Linked DNA regions of Rattus norvegicus: region 1 is linked to region 2. Evidence: chromatin contacts called from public Hi-C data. All regions are on one chromosome and are shown on one strand. Each heading gives the region's core, a stretch centred on a gene start, on an enhancer-like site or on the middle of the called end of the contact. The rest is flanking DNA. Distances are from core to core; before and after follow the strand shown.

Region 1 (3,946 bases), core at 499-2,998, 230 kb after region 2:
CTGGTCTGCAGTGGTAGAGATGTGAGCTCTAGAAGCAACTTTTATTTTATAAAGTAAGCTGGTGTATCCTGGCACACACAGTGTGCCCACGGAGCACAGCATAAGCTCTCCCTGATTACTTCGTGGTGGCCTAGCTCCTCCTGAACACCTTTCTGGCCCAGAGCATCTCCAGGGCTATCGTACAGCGTAATTGCATTCTTTCTGGCTAGCCCTCGAGTCACTTAACCCAAAACAGTCCCTACACATATGTTCTTCATGGGGGAGGCTACACACACATATGCACATATGTGCGCACACGTACACTATCACAGAAAGCCTTCTTTATCTACAGCATCTTTCCCAGCGTTTGTGACACACAGGCACGGGTGCATGACTGTACACACACACACACACACACGCAGCAAGGCTTCTTTCTCTGCAGCATCTTTCCTGGTGTTACATGCACACACGCACACACACACACACACACACACACACACACACACACAAGTATATTGCCAACCCTTCTCCGTAGAGTATTTCCTGGTGCTCCTGGGTCATTACCTGGCCACAGGCCCTCCTGTACTGCTCATTTTCAGTCAACACTCCTAGCACGGTTCTCTGTGGGGGATCCTGGCCAAGCTGAGCTCGGGTGAGCATCTGACAAGCATCAGGACCTTGGCCCACTGGAGGCAGTGCGACTCCACTCTTCGAGCTGTGGCGACGCATTGCCTAGCAAGCCACAGCCTGCTGCTATCCCGGAAAAAGAAGGAGACACAGTTAGTTTACTTCTCAACCTGGGGATCCAGAAATGCAGAAAAAAAAAAAAAAAAGAGTGCCAAGCCCCAGAGGTCACAACTTCTCAACAAACATTAAGGTCCCAAGTGACAGCTCACGCATCAGAACAACCAACTAACTCAGAATGGTTGAATGGTTGAATAGTTGAATGGTTGAATGGTTGAATGGTTGAATGGTTGAATGGGCTTTAATATGACCCCAGTCTTAAAGTTGCAGAGAGAGAGCCTGCCCAAACGCCACTCACGATTCTCTGCCCACATTAATTTAGGGGAGGGGGAAGCAGAACCTATGATTCCTGATCCTCCTTCCCCCACACCCTCTTCCTGATCTGGGGCTAAATCCAGGATCCCTGACTGGGGACAGATGAGTCTCCTTCCCAAGCGATAAGCAGGTGCTTCTTTCCAGAAGTAAGTCCCCCAAACCTGCTTGGGAACCCACAGCCGGCCCTGCTTCTCAGGTTCTTCTCTGGGCGATTAGCAAGCGCACCCGGGCCGGGGCGGGGAGGGCGGGGCCGTGCGCAGAGGGAGGGGACCCCGGAGTGGAGGGATTCCAGGGGCGTCGGCTCCAGCGGCCTTGACTAGTGCGCTCGCCACTGAGGACTTTCGACCCAGCCGCGTCTGTTGAATCAGCCAATCAGCAGCCACCCCGAGCCCAGCAGAGCCGCTTCCATGCCAACCGCGGCGGGCGTGCGCCCGAAGCCTCATCGCCCTGGCGACCGCTCACCTGCAGCGCTGTCCGCTGATGCTCGGCCCCCGGGGCGCTGCGGGGCGCGGCCAACCGCGCAGCCCGGGGCTCCTGAGCCGCAAAGCCAGGGGTGCCAGGCACACCGAACCGCAACGCACAGCACGTCGCCACTCGCGCCCCTTGGTCGGCGTCACCAGGGAGGGCGGATGGCGGCCTGACCACTGTGGCCGCCCTGAAAGGGACTGTTCCCCAGGAACCGGTTCCCCCAACAGACACGAACCCCTCCCGCTAACGTCTCCTGCGCGGCCCGCTCCCGAGAACCCTGGCTCGGGAGAGCGACGCGGGGCCCTCGGGCTGCGGCCGTGGCGCCCTCCTGGCCGGCCCGAGGGCGCGGCTCGCTCTCCTTCCCCATCTCCTTCTCCAGGACGCCTGCCCTCCCGGCTCCCGATCCCGAGCAGCGGCTGGCTGGGCCACATTTTAGCCTTCCAGGATGGCCAGGCACCAGGCTTGTGGCAAAAGGAGCTGGGAGAGATTTGGAGCCTGTAGCGTAACTCGAGGTGCCCCAGTCACCCGTGAGAGGTCTTCCTTTGGGCACACACGGGTGCAGGGAAGAGGAAAGAACGCGGGGAGCCTCTGGGACTTGGATGTTGAGAGGGCATAAGGAGAGATTCTGAGCTGAGGTCACTGCTCCGGTGACCTGGCCACGTGTGAAGGGAGAGTCTGGGGGTGGGGGTGGGGTTCAACTACAAAGAGGGGTCTAAAAAAGGCAAATCTTGAATACTGCAAACCCTGGTACCTGCGGAGGCGACAGGCAATCAGCAAACTGAGTTACATAATTGGTTAACTTCTTTTGAAAAATAATGAAAGTATTTATACACACACATACATGTACTCACATATATGTGAGCACCGGATGTATATGTATATGCATATATGCATATATATCAGATATATACGTGTGTATATGCATACATGTATATATCTTCATATACATAGATACATAAATATTCTGTTACTGCTTTTGCTTAAAAATAAAAATCCACCCCTAAATTCCCAAAACAGTCCCAAAGACTTTAAGCAAAGGTCATCAGCCTGCCTAAGTGTATTAATTGATGTGTTCACCAGAGGCTTACCAGCTGTGAACTGTCTCAACCGACCAGAAGCAGAAGATTCCAAGAAAAGTGTGGACTCAAAGCCATCTGATTGAGCGGCTTGTGAAGAGGGCTTTGCAAAGCATTCCACCAACCCACACTGGATGCAGAAGTGCAAAAAACTCCTTGTTCGGTATGACTGAACTTCTACATGTTGCATCCTCTAATTCTCGGTCCTCAAATATGAAGATGACATATGGGGTTCAGGAACATATTGGTTGCTGCTGGGACAGATGCTGCTAAGCCACCCAGGACCAGATGAGGTTTGTTTGTTTGTTTTCAAGGTGCTCTGACTGGTGAAGGCATGCAGCCTATGAGACTTCCTGGAAATCTTCCAAGAAAGCAAACTGTCCTTGTGATTGTTGAAGGGCTCAGCTAACTCCTTCTGAACCTGGCAAGTCCTTACTAGAGACAGAGAGGCTTGGGAGGGGACAAGCTTTGTTCTAGAGACTAGAGCTTTCTGCGTTCATTTTGATCTTGGTGGTTGTTTCTAGGAAACTTCTTTTCATTCTCCCAGGATTGGAGCTTAAGAACCTAGTTGGGACCTAAGGAAGATGTTTACAAAGACATCTACAGAAATGTCTATGGCCGTTAGGCTGTCTTCACATAGATAAGAGGTTGTTGGAGAGAGGACAAGAGAGAGCACACGCTATTGGAGGGGGTTGAAGAAGACCCCACATGCATGGAAATTCTGAAAGAATGACTGAAAAAGAAAAGAATTGAAATAATCAAAGGGGACCCTCCAGTAAAATACACCTTTCATGTTAAGACTCACCTCTTTAACTAGCTGTCACCTGATCAAGCCTTAATTCAAGTGGAATTTTATCATCACAGTAACACCCCTTTCTTCTCTGCACACTTCCAGGTGCTTGTGTTTTCTGGCTTCTCTCTGGGCTGCTTCAGTTTCCTACATTAAATCATGGTCTTCTGATCAGACTTTAAACTAACCATGTGAACCGATTGTATGCCTTAAACAAAGAATTAAATGCTTTCCACCTTACCGAGTATGTAGTTTTATTGTGCAAACTTTTTTCCAGGGCGCTTACCCAAGGCGACACCAATGGCAGACCAGCATAGCTGGGTGAAATGGTGAGTTTATTCAGCTTGTTCTCAGGAGCATGAGTGATCCCCCAAACAGCCAGGTCACTGAGTTATCACTCTGCCTCGAAAGATGACATGTCCACAGCCTCGCAGACCGAGTCCCATCCTACAGACTGAACCTTAAATCCAATTAGAGAGTAGCTAGCTGTAACCATAACAGGACACTTCCAGGAAGCACGAGGGAGGGACACCCTCCCCCAGTAGGTGGAACCTTCCAGAAGTTATCTCAGATA
Region 2 (3,566 bases), core at 849-3,348:
GGAAGTTAGTTCCCCGAGGGCTGTTCCCTGAAGAATGACAAGTGACACCGAAATCTCCTCAGACAGAACAATCTTTGTCCACACTTCTGCTCACTTTGGGACAAAATAAATTACTCAGAGGCAATCTACTGCTAATGAGGTACTGGATTCATACCCACAAGAAGAGAGTGGCAGTAAAATATTGCTTACAGAAGCAAACAGCTTTCAGAGTAAGCTGGATGGAAGGGGCCAGGGATCACAGCTATGAGGTCACCGCTACAGAGCACATAGCAAGTTCTGCAATAGCAACCTTTCCCTGAGACTGAATCCCATTACAATGTTGCTCAAGTTAGGGGAAACGTTGTGCCCCTAATAAAACCACGCTCTGACAAAGAAAACTAGGAGAGACTGGCTAAGGGCTGAACCTAGGACCTTGCCATGCAAAGAAAAAGAATGGGCTGTACTTAAAATGCTTTATCATGAGGCCATGCCTATATGAAATTATTAATATTATTATTTTATTATATTGGTCTTGTCCCTTTTATCTACTGGTTTTTGAGTTTATTAAAATAGCCTCTTCCCCCCTTTATCGTGAGATGCTTAGCAAACTTTTGTTATAAAAACGTTTCCATACATTCATGTTTTAGGTCTCAAAATATTAAAAACTCTAAAAGAGAATTCAAATATCACAAAAGCAAAGACAATTTCTTCTTCTAACTCTCCCCAGTTATCCTTATTTATAGCACTGTTTCCTTTACGTACACAATACACGGAATGCTAGAGTTGACTTGACTGTAGAGAACCCTGTGTCTTCACAACTCCAGGCCTTGCACTGTGTAGGTAGGATGTTAGCACCACAAAACTCAAAGACACTTACCGTAGCAATAGTTATCCAGTCTGAACTTCAAAAGGAACTTCTGTGGTAAGGAGGCTGCCTACTTTTTACGGATCTGGTTTTGTTTTTTAAACAGCTCTAATATTTAGGCCGACTTTGCTGGGTTTGAGCTGAAATGCACACCAATTATAATTTCCATCTAGCCAAAATAAATCCGAAGAAACACTAACTGGGCCTTATTTTAAGGCCAAAAGATGAGGGAGGCGATTTAAGCGAGATGAAAACGGACCTAAGTCCACACAGCCAGCAGCAGAATCCCAACTGCAAAGCACACTGGCTTCTATCTTCCCATGCTTGACTTGGATCAAGTAACGCCAAAGTGCTCTGTGAGTTACTACCCCACTGCCAATCCAACTTTTCTTCGGAGCCACGGGGTTTAAGAAAAACAAACAAACAATCCCCCCAAAACAACAAAAAACAAAGGTCAAAAAGTTACAGAAAACTAAAAATAGGGTATGTAGGAAGCCACAGGGTGGAGAAGGGGAAGGGTTTACTGACAAGAGGTGCAGATCACCTCCAAAGTGCCAGTGTCGGGTGGGGCTCTCACTGTCTGCTCAATGGCAATGAGAGGATGAGCCCAGCCCCTTGCGGGGGGACCCTGAGTGTGTACAGTGGAGTGGCACCCACCTCCCCTGGCCCCGGGGCCCGAGGAGCATACCTCCAGTTTGACATTGCCTGTGCTGGCCGCGGCGGGGCCACCAGAGCCCTGTGCCTGGTCGCTCTTCTTCTTCTTGTACTTGTCCTTGTACATCTTGTTGCGGTGCTTCTTACACATCCAGGGCTTACGCTGCTTGGCCACCTGGCTGGTGGTCTCGCGGCAGCCCTCGTAGGTGCAGGTCTTCGAGCCTCGTCTGCGCGCCGCGCCGCCACCCTCGGCATCCTCGTCCTCCAGCTCCTCGGGGCTGGCCGCACTCTCGCCGCCGCCCGCCGGGTCCGATGTGTCCAGGAGGTCGGCGTCGTCCTCCCCCGCCTCATCCTCGGCGTCCGCCGCCGCCTCGCTCCCCGCTAGACCTGGCCTCAGAGCGCTGTCCGCCGCGGCCTCGTCCTGTCGCATCACCAGCACCGTCACGGGAGGGGCCGTCCGGGGACTGGTGGTGCCCGGCCTGGAGCCCTCGGACACAGCTTGCGCCTCCGTGATGCCGCCAGAGCCAGGGTCCGCCACCGCGGCCCGTCAGCACTTGAAAAACACAACGGGACTTCACAAGCGATCCGCCGTACGTCCGGGGACCCGAGCAGCCCGCACTGCACTGCGCGTGCGCAACAGCGGTCTGAGCGCCTGCGCTTCAGAGCTGGGGGGCGGTGCTGAGCAGGTGCAGGACAGAACCGAATGCGCCTGCGCCGCGGCTTTCCGCAAACGATTGCTGAACGCTGGCAGACCAAGGACCCCGCTAGCTTCCAGGCTGGGAGGAACAACAGACAGCAGCAACGATTGCGCCTGCGCAGCTGTCTTCTCGCCGGCGAGCGATTTCGGAGAGCTGGAGACTCAGGAAGCTTGTCAAAGAGACCTGGGCACCGCCAGAAGGCACTTTCTGCCTAAACCCACCCTCCCTAAAGGGTTCAAAGCACGTCTCTTCTGCAATGTCTCTGGGTCAATTAGGAAGGTTTCTGAGAGGAGTTTGAAACAACTTAAGGAGGAAATGGTTTATTTGACTCATGCATCCCAGTCAAGCCGGGTGAGAACATGCTTTCAGCTAGCTTTCTTACCCAGGCATGCCTTTTCTGACATTCCCAACAATGGGATCGTTGGCTTACATGACAGTTCTGTTTTTATTTCCCGCATAAGCTTCCCACTGACTTCCATAGTGGGTGCATAGGTTGGCGTTCACACTAGCAATGTACAAGAGGTCCCTTTCCTCCGTATCCCCACCAGGGCTTGATATCTTACGGTAATAACTGTTTCATCTGGGATGGAATAACACTGTAGTTTGGATTTGCACATTAGGATTAGTGATGTACATTCCATACACCTGTTGGCCTTTGTATGCTTTTCTTTGTGAACTAACTATATCGCCCATTTCAATAGGGTTCTTAGGTATTTATTATTTTTTTTACTTATTTTTATTGTATTTGTTTGAATTCTTTAAATAATTCTGATGCTAACTACTCATCAAATGTAGTTTGCAAATATTTTCTCCCGTTCTAGAGATTGCCTATTCTCAGGTCTTTTACTGAGCCACAGCTTTTTAGTTTGATACCCATCAATTTGTGTTTTTTTTCGCCCCACTTCCTATGTTTTAGAGGTGTCTTATACAAATAGATCTTTGCCCATTCATCTGCCCTATTTTTATTTCTAGTGGTTCACAGTTTTAGGCCTTATATTTCAGTCTTCAATTCATTCTGTGTTGATTTTTATAAATAGGGGTTTAATTTAAGTCTTCTTTTTAAAATCTATAAAGCTGAAATGAACTTTATTCAAGAATGAACCAGTGTACAAAAATATGCTCATATTATAAAAACATATTGAATTGAGTATTTTTTATTCTTTTAAACTCAGTCTTAGTTGTCAGTTTTGTTTGAAGCTTTATTATTATTATTATTATTATTATTATTATTATTATTATTATTAATGTATGAGTACACTGTCACTGTCTTCAGAAACACCAGAAGAGGGCATCAGAGCCCATTACAGATGGTGGTGAGCCACCATGTTGTTGCTGGGTGTTGAACTCAGGACCTCTGGAAGAGCAACCAG

What was found. Hi-C and Micro-C count contacts between places; a contact is called where the count stands out from the background.
Region 1: a Hi-C map of hepatocytes shows a contact between it and region 2, with 2.4 times the contacts expected there. The contact joins the promoter of Ccna1 here to the promoter of Rfxap in region 2. A contact is called at or near these places in 7 of 12 Hi-C or Micro-C datasets (the A7r5 cell line, frontal cortex, hepatocytes and 4 more) and 1 of 1 datasets of contacts at active chromatin or transcription factors (oligodendrocytes).

What each region holds. Positions count from the first base shown.
Region 1 is chr2:141,391,552-141,395,497 of GRCr8, forward strand. It overlaps Ccna1 (cyclin A1), which reads right to left and starts at 1,749. Exons shown (of 9, transcript NM_001011949.1): 1 at 1,501-1,749; 2 at 544-732. The coding sequence starts at 708.
Region 2 is chr2:141,160,299-141,163,864 of GRCr8, forward strand. It overlaps Rfxap (regulatory factor X-associated protein), which reads right to left and starts at 2,099. Exons shown (of 3, transcript NM_001044263.1): 1 at 1,533-2,099. The coding sequence starts at 1,928.